4 separate regions of the Mus musculus genome follow, and all the other regions are linked to region 4. Evidence: chromatin contacts called from public HiChIP or PLAC-seq and promoter capture Hi-C data. All regions are on one chromosome and are shown on one strand. The core of a region is the stretch at or near the end of the contact, and the rest is flanking DNA. Distances in the headings are between cores, read along the strand shown. Region 1 has its middle 16 kb from the start of 2010308F09Rik. Region 2 has its middle 39 kb from the start of 2010308F09Rik. Region 3 holds the start of Gpr34 (G protein-coupled receptor 34). Region 4 holds the start of Nyx (nyctalopin).

Region 1 (5,344 bases), core at 2,364-4,863, 200 kb after region 4:
CACACACACACACACACACACACACACCTGTAATCATAGCATGGTCTAGGCAGAGGCAAAAAGATTGCTCGTTCCAAACCAACCTGGGCTACAGTAGTGAGATGTTACAACAAACAGTGGATACATAGATAAACATACACATATGAAAAAGTCTCTTTGAACATACTCTGACCTATATCTGACTAGAATAATACTAGGGTTTCAACTAGTTCATAACTGACAATGAACAACCTTCAGCAATAATCCCAGCTATAGTAGGTGCTCTATTCTGGACCTGATTGACATCCTTTACCATACTCCAATGGGAAGCACATTACGCATCCCTGTTCTTACAAGATTCTGTTCATTTTCAGATCACTAGCATCTAATACTAAACCTAGGCCATAGTCAATAAACTAAGTGAATGAATGGACAGACAGATGGATGGATGGAATATGCACATGTCATGACAGTGGATTTTAGGACAAGCTAGGAGATCACTTTTTTTAATATTTATCTATTATATTAAGTACACTGTAGCTGTCTTCAGACACTCCAGAAGAGAACATCAGATTTTGTTATGGATGGTTGTGAGCCACCATGTGGTTGCTGGGATTTGAACTCAGGACCTTTGGAAGAGCAGTCGGCGCTCTCAACCGCTGAGCCATCTCATCAGCCCAGAGATCACTTTTCAAAAACAATTTACGCTTGAACCATATTTTAATGGTCAGCTTTCCATCACTGTGACAGAACACCCTAGATAAACACTTAAAGGAGGAAAGATTGTATTTTGGCTTCATTGTTTCTGGGCCATGGTGAGGCAGAACATCGTGGCAGGAAACCTATTGTGAACAACAGTCACTTGCTCTCTGAAGCCAGGAGAGAGAGAGAGCAAGGAGAAAGAGACAGAATAAAATATACTCTTCAAAAGCCAGCGACTTACTTCCTCCAACTAAGCCGTACTTCCCAACAATGCATCCATCTGTAAACTCATCAATGAAGGAAGCATTGACCAACTAGGCACCCTTTGTTCCAATCATCTCCCCAAAGCTTTGCCTCTAAACATTGCTGCATGAAGACTAAACTTTCAACACATGACTCTTTGGGGAATACTTCTTCATATTGAAATCAAAATTTTGCTTTGTGAAAGATCCTTTTAGAAGGATGAAAAATAAAAACTGGACAAAATATTTGAAAAGGGACTGATACCTAGAAAATATAAAGAACTCTCATATGAGTAGAGATGTAGCTCTAGATAGCTCATCTGCCAAGCAGGTCCAAGGCCCAAGGCTCCATCCCCAGCACCATGGAAGAGAAGGAAGGCTCAAAACTCAACTGTAAAAACTCACTAATTGAACATTGCCAGCCTGGTCTACAAAGTGAGTTCTAGGCTACACAGCCAGGGCTACACAAAGAAACCTGTCAAGGAAACAAACAAACAAACAAACAGCCAGGCGTGGTGGCGCAGGCCTTTGATCCCAGCACTTGGGAGGCAGAGGCAGGCAGATTTCTGAGTTCAAGGCCAGCCTGGTCTACAAAGTGAGTTCCAGGACAGCCGGGGCTATACAGAGAAACCCTGTCTCGAAAAACCAAAAAAAAATAAAAATAAAAAAATAAATAAAATAAAAAGCTTAATGGTCTATGCCTTTAATCCTAGCGCTTGGAGGCTCAGCCAGACAGATCTTTTGTGAGCTTGAGGCCAGCCTGGTCTACAGAGTAAATAGTAAATTCCACGACAGTCAGGGCTGTATACAGATAACGCCTAGCTCAAAATTTTTTAAAAAAGAGAAAATGGCCCAAAGTGATGAAATCAGCTTAGGTGTGTTCATCAACAGATGAAATGATAATGGAATTTTACTTGGCTATAAAGAATGAAATTATGATGTTGCTTGCAGGAAACTAGATGGAACTGGAGAGCACTGGGTTAAGTGAAATAAATCCATCTCAGAGACAAGTATTACATGTTTTCTGACATGCATGGAAACTGGTGGGGGCAGAAAGGGTCATGAAACTAGAAGGAATGGGAGCCTAAAGATGTGAAGTGAAAAGAGGAAGGATTGAGAAGGAAGAGAGTGCCAGATGTGCTGGTGTTCCTGTAATCCAAGCATGCAATGCAGGAGACACACAGATGTAGGCAGATCTCTGAACTGTAAACCTTTTTCGCGTTAAAAAAATATATAGTCTTACAGATCTCTAAGAGTTCTAGGTCAGCCCCCTATACACTGGGAGTTATATGACAGCCAGGGCTACATAGTTTGACCTTGCTTAAAAATTTAAAAAGTAAAAAAGGTGAGGACATTTGCAATGCAAACACTTGGGAGGCAGGCCCAGGAGCCAGCCTCAGCTGTGTAAGACCCTGGCTCAAAATCAAGCCAAACAACTACAGTGAGACGTCACAATCGACCCATCAGGCTGACAGAAATGAAGAATGCTGACACTACCAAATGCTAGAGAGACTGTAGAGAAACTGGGTCACTTGCTGGAGGGAATGGACACTGATACTGACACTCGGGAAAAATTTGGCAGTTCAGTTTAAGGCTGAAAATAGACTTATCCTATGATCCAGCATTTGTACTTTTTGTCACTTGTCCCAGACAGAGAAATAAACACTTATTTTCACACAAATTCTCTTACACAAATGTTTGTAACAGGGCTATCTGTAATAGTCTGAAACTGCAAGTATCCTATAATGGCCTTCAGTGGACAAATGGTCACACCCCCACCCACCTCTCACCCTCTGCCCCCTACCTCTCACCCCCACCACCTACCTGGCATGTTCATATCATAGATGACTGAGCAATAAAAAGCAAAGAACTGCGGAACTGAGAGTGAGATTATGTCTGTAATGCCAGCACTTAGGAGGCTGAGGCAGGAGGATTGCCTGAAAGTTAGAGGTCAGCCTGGGACACAGAGTAAAAAGGGGACCCAGGCTTTAAAAGAAAAGCCAGTGAGATGGCTTAGTAGATAAAGACATTTGGACATTTGCCGACAATCCTGACATGAGCCCCAGAACCCACATGGTAGGGGGAGAAAGCCAGTTCTCACAAGTTATCCCCTGCCTCCACACCCATGCCTGTGGAATGCACTACCACACACATAGACACTAAAGAAACAGGTAGGTAGGGGTGTGTGTGTGTGTGTGTGTGTGTGTGTGTGTGTGTGTGATGTGTAAATCTAAAGCTCTTTTTAAATTTTATTTCATGAGCATGGTTATTTTGCCTACATGTGTGTATGGGCACCATCTGGGTGCCTAGCATCTGTGGAGGTCAGCAAAGGGCATTGGCTCTCTGGGACTGGACTTATTGATGGCTGTGAAATACCATGTAGGTTCTGGGAACTGAACCTCTAAGTCTTTTGCAAGAACAAGTGCCTCTGAAGCTCTGGGCTATCTCTCTGGCCCTCAATTGTATTAATATATACAACACTATGGGTGGACAGGCCTTCAAGGAGTCATGCAGGGTGGGAGAAACCAGGCCTATCAGTCTCCAAGGGATACCGAGTACACCATCCCACTTCTGGAAGGTTCATTGAACAATGTAGCTCTTGAGATGGAGGCCAGCCTCCTAGGCCTGGGCTTAGGCGTAGGGAGCCTAAGGCGTAGGGAGCCTAAAGCATAGGGAGGGGTGGCCTGAAGGAGTCCTGTGACAGATTTCCAGCTGCTACAAGCTACCCTGGAGACAATCTTATCTCCCAACCCTCCCTCAGACCTGCGTAAGAGTTTCTTCCCCCAGATGGAGGGACACTATCTTGAGATCTAGGAGATAAACAAACTTCACTCTGCCTGGGAAAGCTGGAAATTTAAAATTCTCAGAGGCCTCTTCCTGCTTTCTAGAAGCAGCAAACAGCTACTGGGGGAGGAGACTGTTACCAGGGGGTCTTCGGAGAAGAGATCTCTCAGGCCTGTGGAGACAGATGTCTGCAAGTTGTGTAGAGAGCACTAGGGACACAGCTTGCATGAGTCATCACTAGTGGACTTTTCCTTGATGCAGGTGCCTGCTCCTTCAGCCCTACCCATACTACTGTTAGGAACTCCAGTGAAAACTTACTGGGTAGTCAAATTGTACACTTATTACTTTGGTCTGTTCTGGGTTTTCTTTCTTGGTGAGTGTGTGTGTGTGTGGTGCATCTTTCCAGGAAGTCTCTCACCACACATACACACACTAATATTTTTTTAAATTACATTTGAAAAAATAAAACCAGTTAACATTTCTGACTTGCAACTGTGTTTTGATTCTTTTTAATGTTTATTCATTTTCTGGGGAGGGACATGCTGATGCCACCATGCCAGTGTGGAGGTTAAAAGACAACTTTTGGGAACCAGACCTCTCCTTCCAGTATTTGCATCCCTGGGACTGAACTCAGGTAGTCAGGCTTGGCAGCAAGCACTGCTGCCTACTACAGCCATCTCTCTGGTCCTGTATTTGTTTTCTATATACACTCTCTATTCCTTAAAAAATGTCTCACATCACGATTTGTGAGAACCTCAAGTGTCTTAGTGTTCTATTGCTATGAAGAGATACTATGACCATGACAACTCTTTTTGGGTTTTTTGTTTGATTGTTTTGTTTTGTTGGTTTTTTTCAAGATGGGTTTCTCGTGTAGCCCTGGCTGTCCTGGAACTCACTCTGTAGACCAGGCAACCATGACAACTCATAAGAGGAAGCATTTAATTGGGGGCTTGCTCACAGTTTCAAGGGTAAGCCCATTGAAGCCCATTGTCATTATGGTGGGGAACATTGAAGACAGGCAGGCATGAGAAAGTAGGTGACAGTTCTACATCCTGATCTGCAGGCAGAGAGGGAGGGAGGGAGGGAGGGAGGGAGGGAGGGAGGGAGAGAGGGAGAGAGGGAGAGAGGGAGAGAGGGAGGGAGGGAGGGAGGGAGGGAGGGAGAGAGGGAGAGAGGGAGAGAGGGAGAGAGGGAGAGAGAGAGAGAGAGAGAGAGAGAGAGAGAGAGAGAAATGGGTTTTTGAAACCTCAAAGCCCACCCCCAGTGACACACTTTCTCTAACAAGGGCACACCTCCTAAATCTTTCAAAGAGTTCAAGTTGGGCAGTGGTGATACACACCTGTAATCTCAGCACTTTAGGAGGTAGAGACAGGCAGATTTCTTTGAGTTCAAGACCAGCCTGGTCTACACAGCAGGTTTCATGACAGCAAAGGTTTCACAGAGAAACCCTATCTCAAAAAAACCAAAACAAAATAAGAGTTCATATATATGAGCTTATTGGGCCATTCTTATTCAAGCTGCCACATCAAGGCAATTAAGATCTCTCCAGAAGGCTGGAATGTATGTAGCTCAGTTGGTGGAATGCTTGCTTAGCATACAGAAAGCACAGAGTCCCATCCCTAGCACCTCATTGACTA
Region 2 (5,613 bases), core at 2,321-4,820, 250 kb after region 4:
CTAAATGTGAAATGTCAACCCTCATCCTAAGCTACTTCCCCCTTTTCAAAGCATTGAATGAAGACTTCATTGGGTTTTATAGTGGCTTTCTGATTTTGGTAGTCTATACAAGAAGGGAGTTTGAAAGTTCTTGTATATCGTTAATTGTCTGCCCATGTCCTGCCTGAAATACCATGATTGTTTATGAAAAGTATCTTTAATAAAGCTGGTTACAGTTAGAAAAAAAAATACATTGTCTCTTTTGACAACTTATAGAAATACCTGAAAAATCCCCAAGTGTGGTAGTGTGTGTGTGTGTGTGTGTGTGTGTGTGTGTGTGTGTGTGTGTGTGTGTGATCTCAGCACTCAGGAGGTTGAAGCAGGACAGTCACTAGCCCCAGGCCAACCTGGGCTAAGCAGCAAGATCTTTCAAGAAAAAAAATGATGTTGGAAAGATGGCTCTGCAGTAAAGGCGCTTGCTACTAAGTCTGCCGATCTCAGCTCAGTCTCCAGGCCCCAGATGCTAAAAGGGGAGAATCAACTCTCAAAAGCTGTCCCCTGTGGCACTCATAAAGGGAATCTGTTTGTTTGCTTTTGGTTTTTCCAGACAGGGTTTCTCTGTGTAGCCCTGGCTGTCCTGGAACTAACTCTCTAGACCAGGCTGTCCTTGAACTCAGAAATCTACCTGCCTCTGCCTCCTGAGTGCTGGGCCTAAAGACATGTGGCAATAAATGTAATTTTTGAAAAGAGAGAGGGTAAAACTGTTCCTCCAAATGAAAGGAAATGAGAATTAAAAAGAAAGAACAAAAGTTAAGTGTAAGCACACTGATGGGGCAGAAGGCTTGCCACAAGTTCAAGGTCAGCCAGGACTACAAGCAGGGTGGGGGGAGAACGAATTTCATCACAAAGTCAGCTGCTATTTTATCTATTGCATTGTTGAGTTCTGCCGTGTAAGACCTCTCCAAGGTAAAGAGCAAGCACACACACCTCTCTACTTACCCTAGACAGAGAACCCGTGACAGACCAATGTACTGATTGCACCAAAGTCCAGCTTGATGAACTACTGAAAATCATAGTTTTACTGGGGTTTTTAACAAGTGTATGGCAAGGGGTTACTTACAGGAGCAGGGGTGACTACAAAGCAGATGCATTCCATAAGAACCCATCCAAACACCAGTGACAAATCCTGAACCCTGAAGTCCTCTGCTTAACTGGACAGATGGACAATTGGACAGGTCTGAGAGATCTCCTTTTGGCAGCTGGTCAGTTTCCTCCCCCAGTGATTGTTGGCTGCTTCTAGCCGAAGAAAGAGAGCCTTTTAGAACCTTACATGGTTCAGGATTCAGCATGTGACGTCAGCATTTCAACTCTGTCTCCTAGGCCTCTAGGAGGGAATGTTTCCCAACCCTTTCTGATAGTTTAAGTTTTGTTTGTTTAATGTTTATGCGTATGAGTGTTTTGCGGGCATGTATGTCACCTTGTGTGTAGCTGACACCATTGGATTCCCTAAAACTGGAGTTAAAGGTGCCACATGGACCCCGAGAATCAAACCTGGATCCTCTGCAAGAGCAGGTAGTGTTCTTGCCTGCTGCACCCTTGATGAACCATCCTGCCTCCATCGTATTTATGGCTAAAACTGTTTCTCAAGGATTGGGCTATGCCCCACTTGTAACCTTTCCTTCAAATGGTTCTATACTGCTTGTTCCAGGAAACAGCAACTGTGCCTTTGTTCCAAAAAGTTATGACCATGTGACAACCCTATTTTTTTGTTTCAAAAGGTTATTATGACCACCTTGCAACCATGTCCTTGTTTCAAAAGTTGTTAAGACCAATTTCTTTTTTTTTTTTTAAGATTTATTTATTTATTTATTTATTTATTTATTTATTTATTTATTATATGTAAGTTACACTGTAGCTGTCTTCAGACATTCCAGAAGAGGGAGTCAGATCTCGTTATGGATGGTTGTGAGCCACCATGTGGTTGCTGGGATTTGAACTCTGGACCTTTGGAAGAGCAGTCGGGTGCTCTTACCCACTGAGCCATCTCACCAGCCCAAGACCAATTTCTTATGCTCTGCTCTGCTTCTGTAACCCTGCCTGTTTGCCTGTCGTATCCCCCATTTGGAAAGCCCCTACCCCTAAGCTATAAAAACATTATCTCCCTCACATCCAAGGCTGACTCCTTGAATTCCACCTTAGAGGAGGCAACCCATGTATACACATGAATTAAAAAAAAAAAAAAAGAGCTTGCAGGTTTGCAGTGGACTATGGTGGCCCCCACCTTTAATACTAGCACCCCGGTGGCAGAGACAGACAGCTCTCTGAGTTCGAGGCCAGCCTGGTCTACAGAGTGAGTTCAAAGACAGTCAGGACTGTTACAGAGAAAAACTCTTGTGTGAGTGGAGGCGGGGGTAGGGCAGGGGGTAAGCTTGCTTTAATTAATTTGACCATGATGATTTGGGCTGGTGCTCTCTATTCAAATCCTTGATGTCAACACCATTCCCACAGCCCTCTTTTCTTTGAATCTTTTGAGATGAGGTCTCACTGTGGCTGGGTGATTTGCCTCCATGTCTGTGTGCCACCTGCATGCAGATCTTGAGGAGGTCAGAAGAGGGCAGTGGATCCCCTGGAACTGGAGTTACAGATAATTGGGAGCCCACCATATGGGGACCAGGAATTGAACCCATGTCCTTTGGAGGAGCCATTAGTACTGTAAAGCACTGAGGCATCTCTCTCAGTCTCATAACTAATAGCTGGGATAACTTTTCACAGACCCTCTTTTGGCTCTGAATACTTGAAACACTGTTTCTCTTCCACCACCTACTTTCCAACTGCTGTGGCTCAGGGTGGCGTTACCAGGTGGGCAGGCAGATTATTCCTGGAAAGCATTCCTGTCCTAAGATGGCCAGTAATTCCTATATATGGAAATATAATGGTCCATTAAAGTCATTCCAACTGTATCGCCAACTCGAGTTCTCAGGATCCAGAAGTCCCTTAGCCTGTGGGAATGGGACAAAGGGAGAGTCATAGTGGGGGAGATAGCAGAGTTCTGTTTTTAAACTGGGATAGTTCAGGCTGGCATAGAACTCACAGGGAATCCCCTGTCTGTGCCCCTGTAGTGGCAGGATTACAGATATACACCAGCCACCACTTAACCAATTAAGCTCATATCATCCCCTTTCTCCAATTTTACACACATGTATGGTATGACAGTTACGTTCATTTTGGGGGATTCCAGCAAACAAGGAGCCCGATGCTTGAGCCTTAGTTCCGGCTTCGTGCTCTGGATATGTAAAAGGGTTAGGTGCTTTTTGAGTTCTGATTAACAAAGGGCAAAAAAATCGGGGGTTGGGGGACGCAGCAGAATCTAAGATGTCGTGGGTACAAAGCACTTGGATCTGCGCAACCGCCACAGTTCCCTTCCCCCACTTCCCAAGCCATTGAGCAGACGTCTCCAACCCCTCGTGGTTCATGCCACCCTGCGGCCACTAGAGGGCAGCAGAGCCTAACGTCAAGCGAGGTCTGGCACAAGAGCTGGTTTTCCAAGGGGATTTCCGAACCACACTCCCTTAGACTTCCGGTGACACCACCCATCTTTGGCAACAAAAAGTGTGCCGGCTTGGCCAGGCAGAGAGCCGCGGAGTCCTGACAGATGCTGTTCTGTTAAAGATCAGGTTGCTGGAACAGTGTGGCTTCCTCGCCACCCCTATGGACAAAGGTCCACGTGGCTGTGGGGCCAGGCCCTTAAAGGAAGTAGCACAGAGCTGGCAGGTGTCACAGCCTCTGTGTATCCATAACTAATCCTCGTCACCACTGAACCCACACAGAAACATTGTGAGACCAGAGACTCCTATGGAGATCAGGAAGAGACCCTTGCCCCAGGCCTTTGGTAGGGACTCTTAACAGAAGTAAGACCCCAGGGCGAACAAGTTGCTGTTGGCTGGGACAGGGGAGCTGCGTGAGTAGATGATGTGGGGTCAGGGCTGGAGGCATCTTACTTGTGACCAGGTGGGACCACGCCCCAGGGTGGGCACACCATCCCAGACTGCAGGTCCGATACTTCTGCCAACAGCTGGTTTCTGTGGCCGGTACTGGTTGTGGCCCAGCCTGCCTTCAGCGCCTCAGGGCCAGCAGCTTTATGATCACCAGCTGCCAAATGCCACGGGCATACCATTTAAAAGCCAGCCCCCCCCCCCCATCGCGGCCTACTCTTTCACCCTGTCTCTCTGTCTCTTGTTGTCTGGGCTAGCCCATCTCTTCCCACCCAAATAAATTCCTTTCGGGAGATCTATTGTATGATGGTATGATGGTGTAATCTTTGGGACACACTTTAGTAACCCCAACCCGCCAAGGGATTCTGCTGGTTAACCCTTACTCTGGTGATACGGGATCTAATGGGGACTCTTCGGCCATGCACTCTGCAACTGAGACACAGCCCCAGCTCTCTGAGCTGGATTATTTTGTTGTTGTTGTTGTTACTGTTTTTATTTTTATTTGTGTATGTGGGCACATAAGTACTATGTCCTAAGAGGCCACAGTCATTGTTACCCCTAGATCTAGAGTTATGCTAGTCTCCCCTCACCAAAATGTGCATTTTAAAGGTGGTTACAGGACAGTTCCAGAGATGGCTTGGTGACCTGTTAAGAGCACTGGCTGCTCTTCCAGAGAACCCGGGTTCCATTCCCAGCCCCCACATAACTACTCAAAACCGGCTGTAACTCTAGTCTTAGGGGATCCCATGTCCTCTTCTAACTCCAAGGCCATAGACACAAATGAAACATTCTTACCAAAGAAAAAAGTCATCTAAAAACAAACAAACAAACCCAAAGACTCCTGGGGTGGCAATCCTGTAATCTGTTGTTTGTGGTGCTGTTTGGTTGTGTTTTTCTCTTTTACAGGGTAGGAATGTGGGCCCTTCCCCCAGCCTTGAGTTGGCTAAACAAGTCGCCACCGCTGGAGCCAGGCGTCCTGCCCAAGCGGAAAGAGACTGCCCGCCCGCTGAGCTGCTGAGAGCTTCCTTTGCAACTCAAACCCAGCTGAAACAAAGGGGCTCCGTTTTGTGGTTTTGCCTATAGAAATGCAGAGCTGAAAAATTACAATTTGAGCCATGGTCAGAGAAACTTTGTCTTGGTTTGTTATTTCTCTCCTCCCACTTCTCTCCCATCCTAATTCCATTCCCAGCCCTCCTTCCAGGAATGCCTGGTTCTCCAAGGCCACTGGACGTGTAATCCAGACCTTTCAGGAGCAAACAGTCTCCCACAGCCCAGCTAGAGTCATTTCTTTCTTTCTTTCTTTCTTTCTTTCTTTCTTTCTTTCTTTCTTTAATTTATTTATTTATTTATTTATTTATTTATTTATTTATTTATTTATTAGGTTTTGAGTTTTGTTCTTTGTTCTGTATTGTTGTTGTCTGGTTTTGTTTTGGAGACAGGGAATCAAGTAGCCCAAGATGGCCTTGAACTCATTCCAGTCCTCTTCCCTCCACATCTCAAATTCTGAAATTACACACGTATCACACCACTCTCTCTTTCTCTTTCATCTCTCCTTCTCTCTGTGTCTCTCTGTCTGTGTGTGTCTCTCTCTCCGTGTGTGTGTGTGTGTGTGTGTGTGTGTGTCTGTGCCACAACAATCAAT
Region 3 (5,232 bases), core at 648-3,147, 170 kb before region 4:
GATCAATAATAATAGTTGGACAAAAGCACGATTAGTGATGCTGCTAGTGTCAAGTTGGAGAATAAAGCAAAAGCCGTGTTGTTTCAACAACAACAGAAGCATGGCATACAGTGCCAGATAGTACCTGGCCAGCAGCAAGTGATTTATCAATCAATTCACAAGTTACAGCCTGTCTCAAATTTGGTAACTAGTGTCACCTTTAAAGTAAATTGGGAGCTGGGCTTGGTAGTTCATGTATGCCAGCAATCATAGTTCCTTTTGAGTCCAGGGCAGGAGAATCACAAGTTTACAGCAATGTTGTCTAACTTAGTGAGACCCTGCCTCAAAAGAACAAGTTAAAAGAGGGCCAGGAACATATCTAAATGGTAGAGCGGTTGCCTAGAAGTACAAAGCCCTTGGAGTTTGATATCCAATACTGCAAAAGCAAGGAAGTAAATGAGTCATCCATAAGTCATCTGGTATGTTGGTATCATTCACTCAGTGATCATCATCACCACCATCATCAGTATTATAATTAATTTGGGGAGGTCAAGACAGAGTTTCTCTGTGTAGCCCTGACTGTCCTGGAACTCAAACTCAAAGAGCAATCTGCCTCTGCCTCTGCCTCTGCCTCTGCCTCTGCCTCTGCCTCTGCCTCTGCCTCTGCCTCTGCCTCTGCCTCTGCCTCTGCCTCTGCCTCTGCCTCTGCCTCTGCCTCTGCCTCTGCCTCTGCCTCTGCCTCTGCCTCTGCCTCTGCCTCCCAAGTGCTGGGATTAAAGGCATGCACCATCACACCTGGATTCACTAATTATTCTTAAGGCTACTTATTCATATTTTACTTGTTCGCTATAAGAATTTGCCAGTGAAGATGAGAAATAAGTGAGCATAGCCTGTTGGCATGGCAGAGCTGACTTGTAGCTCATACAGTAGTCCCACTCATTCTCTAATAGCAGGTAGTGTTTGTTACTCAGCAAGCCCCATTCCTGTTTGCAGCCCTAAGTGAGCACTTGTACCCCAACTGCCACCATCCTACCTCCCAGATTTTCTTCAGTGGCTGTAGCCAAGAAAAGATCATGTAACATGTTATTTGGGTGTTATTTCTATCAATATCATGTGCTGAAATACATACCTATTTGACAATGGACTTATAATAATGACTGAATCTATTCAGGCCATACTTCAGAAGCTGCAGGAACTGCTGCATACAGAACAATTGAAAGCATGTTACTTGAAAAATAACGATATTAGTACTATATTTAGTTTTGTTATAAACTTAACTGTTTACTTTTAATTGTTTGAATTAATTTTTAAAAATATATTGTGGTTTATTTTTCTTTTCTAGAGTATTCTCTTTATTTAGTTCCAAAACATGAAACTTAAATTGTAACTGGTCTGTACCATAAGATAATAAAAATATAATAAAAATGTTTAAGATGGGGAAACAGTATAGCATTGTGAAGTCAAGAGATAATAAATAGGAAATCTGTAGTATATTGCAATTAAATTTACTATGTCTGAAAATAACTTTAGTTGATTCAAATACAACTGCAAATAATTATGACTACGCAATGCCAATAAACAATGTGACCATTGTTCTTAGTTATTCTATCCAAAAAGAAGTCTCCTTTGAAAAGCAAAGGTGTCGTCCAAAGCAGTTTACTCAGTGACTCTAAAAAACAGAGATTTGCTGAAAGCAGAATAGTGTTACCAGCATACATCGAGCTTCACTCTGAACATTCAAATAATCAAGTTTTAACTAAAACAAAGGCTGCTGTGTGTGGCTTTTAAAAATCAGAGAATACTTACAGTTGAAGCTTTCCTGAAGTAAAAGGAGTAAACCCAAAACTCCCTAGACCAGGTTGTGTCAGCTGGGCTCTTCCATCCGGTGGTGGTGGTGCAATTGGCTAGAGTTCTCTTCTTTTTTATATCCACATGTGGTACAGTTGTTTTTCCCCTTTTCTTTCTCTTTTCACTGTGACAGCCCTTGGGTCCCGTTTGGAGCTAAGAAAAGATACCACTCTTAGCAACAGCTTCAAGTTGAAGTTTAGGAAATTGCATCTTCTGTATGAGTCCCTTCTAGCCTAAACTAAAGAGCATTTGTCCCCTAAGATGCCAACAAACTATAAAATACAATCAGAAGTGGGCAGATGCTCTCTTTCCTAAGAAATGATGAGTGATGTCCTGTATGGATTTTAGAATATAACCCCTGAATTTCCATTTCCTTCCAGATTCATTTTAGAAGTTACTACCATCATGAAGTATATGAACTTTCTGCCCCAAAGTATACTAGCATTGCTAATAGTTGGCTTTTGTTTTGTTTTGTTTTTACTCTTTGGTTCTGCTGAAGTTTTATTTACTCTCTATATTATTTTAGTATCATTTTGTATCTTCCTTAAAGACCATGGATTCATTTCCTAAAACATCTTAAAATTTGGAGACTAGGTGGGATTTGTAGCACTATTTTCGCCTCAGCACAATAGTAAACTCACCCAAGTAAGCCGAAGTGCTCTCTCCTATTTCAAGGAAAAGATGCTGAGGCTCTGCAGCTTCCATTCTGGTCACAGTCCACTGTTTAACCACCATCAATTCATCTGTGTTACTGCTGGCCCTGCACTCGAGTGTCATTTCCCCTTTTGGTTGTTGTTTGGAACATGATTGTTATCCTCCAGCTTTGTCTAAATCTAACATTGTAAGTATTTCTGGAAATATTCTTCTGAACTTCATAGTCCCCAGAACTTTTAGTTTAGTTTTTTGAAGAATCATAACATGTGAGACCATAATTTTACATTGTTAGAATAAAAGTATTTTATAACTCTTACTTCCCCCTGAGAATCTCTGAGCAGGAAGATGGTTACTGTATCTGTCCAGCAGTATTTTTTTTCTTACTGTGGTAAGCGACACATACCACTAGATTTACCACATAGCCAGTTTTGACTCTATCATGCAGTGCTGCTCAGTGTACATATACCATCAGGCAGCAGATCACCATAACATTTTTATGATGCAAAATTAAACCTCTAAACCCTCTATACACGAATTTTCTCTGCCCCTAGTCTTAACATTGGCAACCATGATTCTGTGACATTGAGTTCCATTATAAAACCTTTTTGTGACTTGTTTATTTTACTTAGCCTACTATCATTGAGGTTCACCTATAACGTGTAACCTAATTTCCTTTGTTTTTAAGGCTGCATATTTCCAATGTTTGCCTATACTTCGTTTTCTTTATTATCTTTCAATAAGCATGTAAATTTTCTCTGCTTTGGGGCAATTATGAATATTGCAATATTGCTGCAACCAACATGAATATGCAAATATTTCTAAGATTCTGTCAGGATTTTCATGACTAAATGAGTCATAATGTGCTTTTTATCTCCTGAAATACAATATAAATACTAGTTTTGTATTGTACTATTGTCCTACACTTATGACATCCCATTTCAAAATTGCTTTTCAGCTTTTAGTGTTCTCATATTGTAGCCACATTTTCTCGCTGATGTAAGGTTTGAATATTATGTTCTAGTTCCTGATCATTCTGAACTTTGTCACCATTCCTTCATTATGTGAAACCCAACCCTAGTGAAGTTCAGCTTGCCACCTCTTCCAGTTCTGAACCTCCCCAGTGAAGATGAGGACTGCTGGCTACAAGCACACAGCCATACAGAATAGCCTATCTTCAGATTGGCAATCCAAAACCTTAAGGGGCCCTGCACTGCCAGAAATCCTTAGTGTGAATTCTAATGTCCTTAGTCCCGTAATTCTCAAAGGATGACTTCCAGACCAGTAGCAAAGTGGGATCAGGGGGAGGGGGAGGGTATAGGGGATTTTCAAAGAGAAAACTAGGAAAGGGGGTAGCACTTGAAATGTAAATGAAAAAAACTCTAATAAAAAATTCTTCATATATATATATATGTGTGTGTGTGTGTGTGTGTGTGTGTGTGTGTGTAGTCCCACATATATATATATCTCATTCAGAAGCTTGCAACTGAAGTTCATCTAGACCCAAGAGTCTGTGTGATTCTGGAGTTAAAATGTAAGGGCCATTGCCCTAGTTAATCCTCCCTCAGAAATAGCTTTTCACACCTTTGACCTTCTCAAACTGCCAGCAACCTCATTTCCTTCCCCACTCTCAGCTAGGAGTTGCTTTTTGTTTCTCTAATTAAAGAGAAACCCTTAGAAAGGAACCTCCTCTATATCTACAGGCACATTACAGGAAAGGTCTGTATGTCTCTATGTATGTTATTTCTTACTTTTAATATCCTACAAAGAAGGAGGGAAATATTGAAGCATAATCAAAGAAAAGAAAAATTAGACCTCTGAATATAATTTGTTTTGCAATTTTGAGTTTGGAAGTACAGACATGTTTTCTGTAATTAAAACCCCAAACTGTACAAGTCTAATTAAACTAAATGAGCCTCATTATATGACAAAATAAAAGCATAACCACATGAAGAAGTTATTTTAGGTTCCTTTAAAATAGGATTGGGGGTCAGGACATACTTTTAGACTTATGAAAAAGCTACATTATACAGCACAGTAATCAAAATTGGGAAATTTATATTAAAACAATACCATTATATATTTGACAATCCTTGTTACAAATTTCATCAGCTGCCCTAATAATATTTTTAGAGCAAAAATAAAAAGATGACATTTATCTGTGATACATCTTTAGTTTCACTGAAATCCTTGAGTCCAAAGCTAGTTTTGAAGAGCATAAGCCTGCTACTTTCTAGAATGTCTCTATTATTAGATCTGACTGCACTGTTTGCCAAGGATACCACAACATTATTTTTAAGTCCTCTGTTAGAGGCTCTGAACTTGGTAAATAAGTGAAATTTTATGATTGGTTTTTGAATACTTAAACAAAGAGTAACAAATGAAGCTAAATAAAACAAGAATGGCAGAAGGGTGGTTCAGCTGATAAAGGTGAGTGCCACCAAGCCTGGTGACTAAGTGTGATCCCCAGAACCTACACGGTGGAAAGAAAGAACTGACATGTACAAGTTGTCCTTTGACATGGCACACAATTATGCACACAAGGACATACACACAAGAGTGTAATAAAAAGCTTTGGAGAATAAGAGGATTTGTTCATACAAGGTGATAGGTATGTGGAAGTTTATTCATTTTCCTGCAATTGTGTTACACTGTTGAAAAGGGGTTTCTTCAATTCCACATGATCCTCTCGCTGCATCCCCTGCCTCCATTCCTAGCACAGAAAACTTTGAAACTTATCTTTACTTACTGTCT
Region 4 (5,354 bases), core at 1,884-4,383:
GCTCCCAGGGCCGCTGCTGCTTCTCCTGCCCAGCCAGCACCCGGATGACTGCTTCCAGGGGAGATGAGGGACTGTGTATTTGCTAGCCATCTTGAGCTATGTGCCAACATGTTGTAGACATTTTGCTTCCTAAAAACAGCTTCTGTTGGGCAGGAACTCAAGAGCCTGTAGACATTGACTGATCTGGCCTTAAGCTCATCAGGTCCTACTCATGAAAGAGAAAGAAGCCCGCCAGGCCTCTATTTTAGGTGGCTAGGCCTTTGTCTCAGTTCAGGGCAGTGAGGAAAAAGGCAGCCATCTTGAGAGGAGGAAGCTGGTCATCTTAGAAATCTGTCATCTTATTTTCTAGTCATGGCCGTTATCCCTATCTGTCTGACTTTCAGGAAATGTGTCTAACTCACCACACAGAGAGAGAGAGAGAGAGAGAGACAGAGACAGAGACAGAGACAGAGACAGAGACAGAGACAGAGACAGAGAGATGGAGGATAGGACATATTTTATTCGATGGTTAGTTAGTTAGTTAGTTAGATCTATAACTTTCAAATATTTAAAACGTCCAAACGTTTAGACACGTGGTACATGACCCTCCCTGTATACTCTAACCCCAGATCCCACAAATATTAGAGGCTAGCCTATGTTTGCTATCTAGGTGGAGGTGTTCAACTGTTTGCCTGAAGTGAAGCCTGTGTGAAAATGAGCGAAGGATCTAGAATAAAAGAACTAGGATAAAGATTGGCCTTTATCCTGCCTTTTCCTCTCACTTTCTGGTCTCAAATGGACTCCCTGAAGTTCTGTGCCTCATAGTCTAACCCAGACTCTAGATTCCTCATGTAAGGAAACTAGGGCTCAGAAACTGCAAGAGACCTGTTGCTCAAGATGCCAAGTGTTGACATAAAGGAAGTAAGAAAATAGTTTATTCTGAGTCATATGGCCTGGGAACCTTGAATGTCACATTCCACAGTAGAAGAGATGACATGAACTGTATAGTCACAGAAGAATGTAAAGTTGTAAGTCAATAAACTTTCAATTACATTGGTAGGAACATCATGTAGCCTGGCAACTGCACAGCCACAAAGCTGCTCCATAGGTATGTGTCATCTAGAGTGCTTTGTTTTAGGGTAGGTGGAGGTCAAAGGTCTGCTAAGTTCTGTGATATACTGATGAGGGCTTCTCTGAACAAGAACGTTGGGCCAGGAGCCTGTAAAATGGCTCGGCTATTAAGAGTGCTTGCTGCCAAACCTGATAACCTGAGTTGGATTCCCCCCAGACCCATATGGTGGAGGGAGAGAATCCTGTAAGTTGGTTTTTGATTTCCACTCATGCAAGGTGGCACACACACCTACACACACAAATACAAACACTTTTTTTTTAATTTGTAAAGAATTTAGGTCATGGCTGGGAAGATAGCTTACTCAGTAAATCTGAGTTGGATCCCCAGAAACCACATTAAAAAAAAAAAAAAAAACAACCCAACATGGTAACAGAAACAGACAGATCACTAGCCAGCCAAGCCAGCCAAGCCAGCCTACTTAGCAAGCTTCAGACAAGTCTCAAAATAAATCAATTGGATGTCTTCTGAGGAAGGGCACCCAAGGTTGTCTTTTGGATTCCACATGCACTCCACAAGTGCACTGGTGGGCATGAGCCATCCATTCACGTACACACACACACACACACACACACACACACACACACACATGTTGGGTCAGATATAAAAAAATAAAGTAAATGGTTATTAAAGGTTCTAAAATAAGTCAATTTTGACTCTCCTCTTTTCACAAAATTCCACACCAAGTTGTTCTAATCAGACGAAGCTTCTTCAGAAAACTTGAGGTTACAATGCTGAAGGCAGAGCAAGGAATTGGTCGCCTAGGTTATGGTTGGTTTTTGTTGTTTTGCTTTTGTTGTTTTTTTTTTTTTTTTGTTTTCTCTCCTGAGATTCCAGTAAGAAGCCAAAGAGTCACCCTCACTGCCTATGTGAGATCAGGATGAGGCACCCCTAAACTGCCTTAGCTGAAACCATCCTTTTGTTGGAATCCCTGGCTCCTTGTAGGGCTGGGGGAATCGACCTGAATTCACAGCCTTAGCTCTGGACTGCAGCAGGGGACGCTACTTATTCTGCTGACTCTCAGAATGACGTCACCCCAAGGACAGGCCCAGACAAAGTCGGGATGCAGGCTCGTACCGGATTCCGGGTCCTGCGCACAAAGCGTGCCTTGGCGGTCGGTCGTAGAGGGGCAGCTGGCCACGAGTCCCCAGTATGAACGTTTAAGTCCCTATTCCTTCCCACCTCTCTGGATTTCGAAAACTAGTTCAGCTCGCTAGCCCGGGTTAGCAACCACTCGTGACGCACCAGGGGACTTTTTCCCTCTCAAGGTCACGTCCTTGCGAAACCTGGACAGCCACTGCGGGTAACCCGTGCTGCAGCCCCGCCCGCTCCCAAGGTCTGGTGGGGCGGGGCATCCGAGCATGGGCCCCGCCCTCCCAGGCTTGCCCATCAGAGGGCGCTGAAGCTCCAGCGCTGGACCAGTGCCACCGCAACCTATCTTATCGTCCCCGCCAGGAAGCAGGCTCCAGCATGGCGGCGCGGGGGCGGCTGCCTGGCCCGGAAAGGCCCGGGGCACGCCTGAGCCGGAAATCTTAGTCACGCACCTGAAGTCGCTGGAAGGCTAGCTGCCCTGGTCAAAGGACAGCCTGCCAAAAGTCCCTCTGGAGAGGGTCCTTCAGTGACCTACTCACCTGACTGACCCTGGAGTCAGGAGGGTGGATAATAAGCCAGTCTGACACAGCACATAAAGGGTTGGCCCAGGATTTCTTCTGCTGTGCTTCTCAACAGACTCGCTGCCCTAATACTCCAAAATGCACGTTCCAGGAGCTGCATGTGAAATCGCCACTCTCTGTGGCCTCCAAAAATAGAGCTGTAGGCCCATCTGCCTTGCCCAAGGAAAAGACCCAAACTCAATGCAGCAGGGAACTGCCAAGTATCAAATCAATGTCCCAGTCTCAAAGAGGCCTCTGAAACAATGGTTGATGGCGCTGACACATGCTAAGAGGTGAAAGAGGTCCTGGGACAGGTTTCCTAAGCCACCAGCAGCACGGCCAGACAACAGTTGAAATCAGTAGTTATGGACCTAAGGAGCTAGAGGCTTTAGAATAAAATGTTAGGGGGAAGAAAGGAATTGTTCTGATCTGTGATCAGAAGGACTAGGATAAGAGGAATTGGGCAGAGTCCCAGGAGTGAAGGGTTAGTCAGTCCATAGCAGAATTGCTGCATTTTGGCAAGTCCGTTCTGAAAGCTGAAAGTGAGGTGACCTTCAATGGGTAGTCTTCGGCACACAGGGCAACAATGCAGTGCAGCAGATTTGTCCTTTTCTTTGTTGATTTAGCTGGAAGCTGTCAGTTAAAATAATCTCATCTGATCTCTTCCTCCATTCTCTGGCCTGTAACTTAATTTAGAGAGTTTCAGAATTCTCTTATCACAGGTATTCAAGGCAGGCAAAAGATCCCGGAACATCTGATTTCAGAAGACAAGCCATCGAAGATACCTGAGTCTGTGCAATGTTGAGCCACCAGGCAACTGAGTCTCTGCTGATGACCTGTCAGAAAAACAAATGCTGGGAGAGGCTTGGGCCTCCCTGCTGCTCTCAGATAGGCACCTTTTGCCACTTAGAAAATTAGTGTTTGACAGACATACACGAGGCTAGAGCTTGAAGCTGACCAGCAAAGAAAAGATACAAAGGCTTCCACTTTCCACCTGTCAAAGGAATGGATCTAGGGACAAAGAAGTCTGTCGGGCCTGAGATGGGATGGGATCTTCCACCCCACAAAACCCCTGAGGCGTCTATTTGAAAAAATGGGTGAGCTTTAAAACATTTTCCTCACCTGGACTTGAATTTAAAATCCTGTTAGGTTTGAGAGTCGCCTTTCCTGGATACATGTGGCTACCGTTCCTCGTGAAAGAACCCTCTCCTTACAGCAAATGGAGGCTACCACAGAAAACCACAACTGGAGCAATAGATTCTAGGGAGCTCAGGCCCAATGGATACACCTACACCACCACTCCTGCATCTATGACTCAGGGAGCATCGATGAAGAGAAGGAAGTCTGCTGTGAAATGGTCTCTCCTACAAATGACTGCATAAACAAACCAGAACAAAGGTAATATCACAGACATGTTCTCAGGGAAGGGGAAATCCACCAGGCCCCATCCTTAGGCAAAGAGCTACCTACAGGCAACTAATGGCTTTGGGAAAGATGACTAGCCTCTCCCAGTAATGAGCATCCTTAATTGGTTGTCTAATGCAGAATGGTCAGCCTTGAACACACATACACACACACACACACACACACACACATCACCAACAAAAATGGACTGAGCAGGTTGGATATGTGTGTGTGTGTGTGTGTGCACACGCGCGTGCATATTTCATACTCACATGCACACAAATATGTATGTAACAATAAATAAAATATGCTATCTACTTAGGAGTATACGAGGACATAGGAGGGCATCAGGGAAGGGTAGCTGGAAAGTGCTAGAGGGAGGAAAGTGGTATGATTCTATTTCAATTATAAACATAGTTTGAAGTAAAATTAAAATATATATAACATTATAGAGAGTATATCATTGGTGGTACGACTAACAATGCATAACTAAAAGCCCGCACACAAGAGGCTGAAGCAGAAGAACTGTATTTGAAGCCACCCTGGATTATATGTGACTCTCTTCCCTTCTCTTCTCTTCTCTTTTCTTCTCTTGTCTTCTCTTGTCTTCTCTTGTCTCCTCTTCTCTCCTCTCCTCTCCTCTCCTCTCCTCTCCTCTCCTCTCCTCTCCTCTCCTCCCTGCTCCTCTCCCCTCCCCTCCCTTCCCTTCCCCGCTCCTCTCCTTAACCCTCCCCTCCCCTCCCCTCCCTTCTCTTCTCTTCTCTTCTCTTCTCTTCTCTTCTCTTCTCTTCTCTTCTCTTCTCTCTCTGTTATACACATTCATACATGCATGTACATTGTTATAAATATACATTATATATAAATGATTTTATGTTTCTAAAACGTGGAATGAAAAACAAAGATATATTGGGACAAAGAAGATGGCTGTGGAGAGAGGTAAAAGCAAAGCATGAGGCCCTGAGATCAAACCCTCAGCACCAACATTAAAAAAAAACAAACAAAAAAAAAAACCCCAGATACAGCTGCACATGACTGTAACCACAGCATTGAAACACAAGTGGATCCTGGGAGCTGCTTGCCCAGCCCACTTACCTGAACCCGCAGGTTTCCTGTTCAGTAAGAGATCTTTCCTAAGCAAAGCAACAAGGCTGAGAGCAATAGAGAAAAACATCAAACATCCTGCTCTGACC

What was found. Promoter capture Hi-C pulls out the DNA fragments that hold promoters and counts their contacts. HiChIP or PLAC-seq counts read pairs in DNA pulled down with a chosen protein or histone mark. Capture Hi-C pulls out chosen DNA fragments and counts their contacts.
Region 1: a contact with region 4 is called in an H3K27ac HiChIP or PLAC-seq map of extraembryonic endoderm stem cells. The contact joins the enhancer-like site here to the promoter of Nyx in region 4. A contact is called at or near these places in 10 of 39 promoter capture datasets (the HPC-7 cell line, HPC-7-derived erythroid cells, cranial neural crest and 7 more), 5 of 484 Hi-C or Micro-C datasets (Th1 cells, embryonic fibroblasts, growing oocytes and 1 more), 8 of 115 datasets of contacts at active chromatin or transcription factors (embryonic stem cells, epiblast stem cells, extraembryonic endoderm stem cells and 3 more) and 4 of 9 other capture datasets (adipose tissue, liver, macrophages and 1 more).
Region 2: a promoter capture Hi-C map of stem cell-derived epiblast-like cells shows a contact between it and region 4, with 8 times the contacts expected there. The contact joins the enhancer-like site here to the promoter of Nyx in region 4. A contact is called at or near these places in 12 of 39 promoter capture datasets (the 3T3-L1 cell line, the C10 cell line, the HPC-7 cell line and 8 more), 1 of 15 datasets of contacts at CTCF or cohesin (embryonic stem cells), 6 of 484 Hi-C or Micro-C datasets (the G1E-ER4 cell line, LSK cells, the P5424 cell line and 3 more), 10 of 115 datasets of contacts at active chromatin or transcription factors (Th17 cells, bone marrow-derived macrophages, cardiomyocytes and 7 more) and 2 of 9 other capture datasets (adipose tissue and liver).
Region 3: a promoter capture Hi-C map of pancreatic islet shows a contact between it and region 4. The contact joins the promoter of Gpr34 here to the promoter of Nyx in region 4. A contact is called at or near these places in 18 of 39 promoter capture datasets (the 3T3-L1 cell line, the C10 cell line, the HPC-7 cell line and 13 more), 1 of 484 Hi-C or Micro-C datasets (the HPC-7 cell line), 8 of 115 datasets of contacts at active chromatin or transcription factors (bone marrow-derived dendritic cells, bone marrow-derived macrophages, embryonic stem cells and 5 more) and 4 of 9 other capture datasets (adipose tissue, liver, macrophages and 1 more).

Annotation. Positions count from the first base shown.
Region 1 is chrX:13,260,665-13,266,008 of GRCm38.p6, reverse strand. No RefSeq gene overlaps it. Among named protein-coding and RNA genes, the nearest start is that of 2010308F09Rik, 16 kb to the right of the region's middle. Within about 2 kb of position 3,613, at least 23 of the 459 cell types and tissues checked have an H3K27ac peak or open chromatin away from gene starts, as enhancers often do. A contact at or near this core is called in extraembryonic endoderm stem cells and liver, where this site is marked.
Region 2 is chrX:13,206,073-13,211,685 of GRCm38.p6, reverse strand. No RefSeq gene overlaps it. Among named protein-coding and RNA genes, the nearest start is that of 2010308F09Rik, 39 kb to the left of the region's middle. Within about 2 kb of position 3,570, at least 154 of the 459 cell types and tissues checked have an H3K27ac peak or open chromatin away from gene starts, as enhancers often do. A contact at or near this core is called in the G1E-ER4 cell line, the HPC-7 cell line, the P5424 cell line and 11 more, where this site is marked.
Region 3 is chrX:13,629,434-13,634,665 of GRCm38.p6, reverse strand. It overlaps Gpr34 (G protein-coupled receptor 34), which reads right to left and starts at 1,897. Exons shown (of 3, transcript NM_011823.4): 1 at 1,786-1,897; 2 at 1,109-1,177. The region is part of intron 5 of Cask (calcium/calmodulin-dependent serine protein kinase (MAGUK family)); the gene reads left to right.
Region 4 is chrX:13,458,869-13,464,222 of GRCm38.p6, reverse strand. Nyx (nyctalopin) reads right to left here and starts at 3,133. Exons shown (of 4, transcript NM_173415.5): 1 at 2,740-3,133.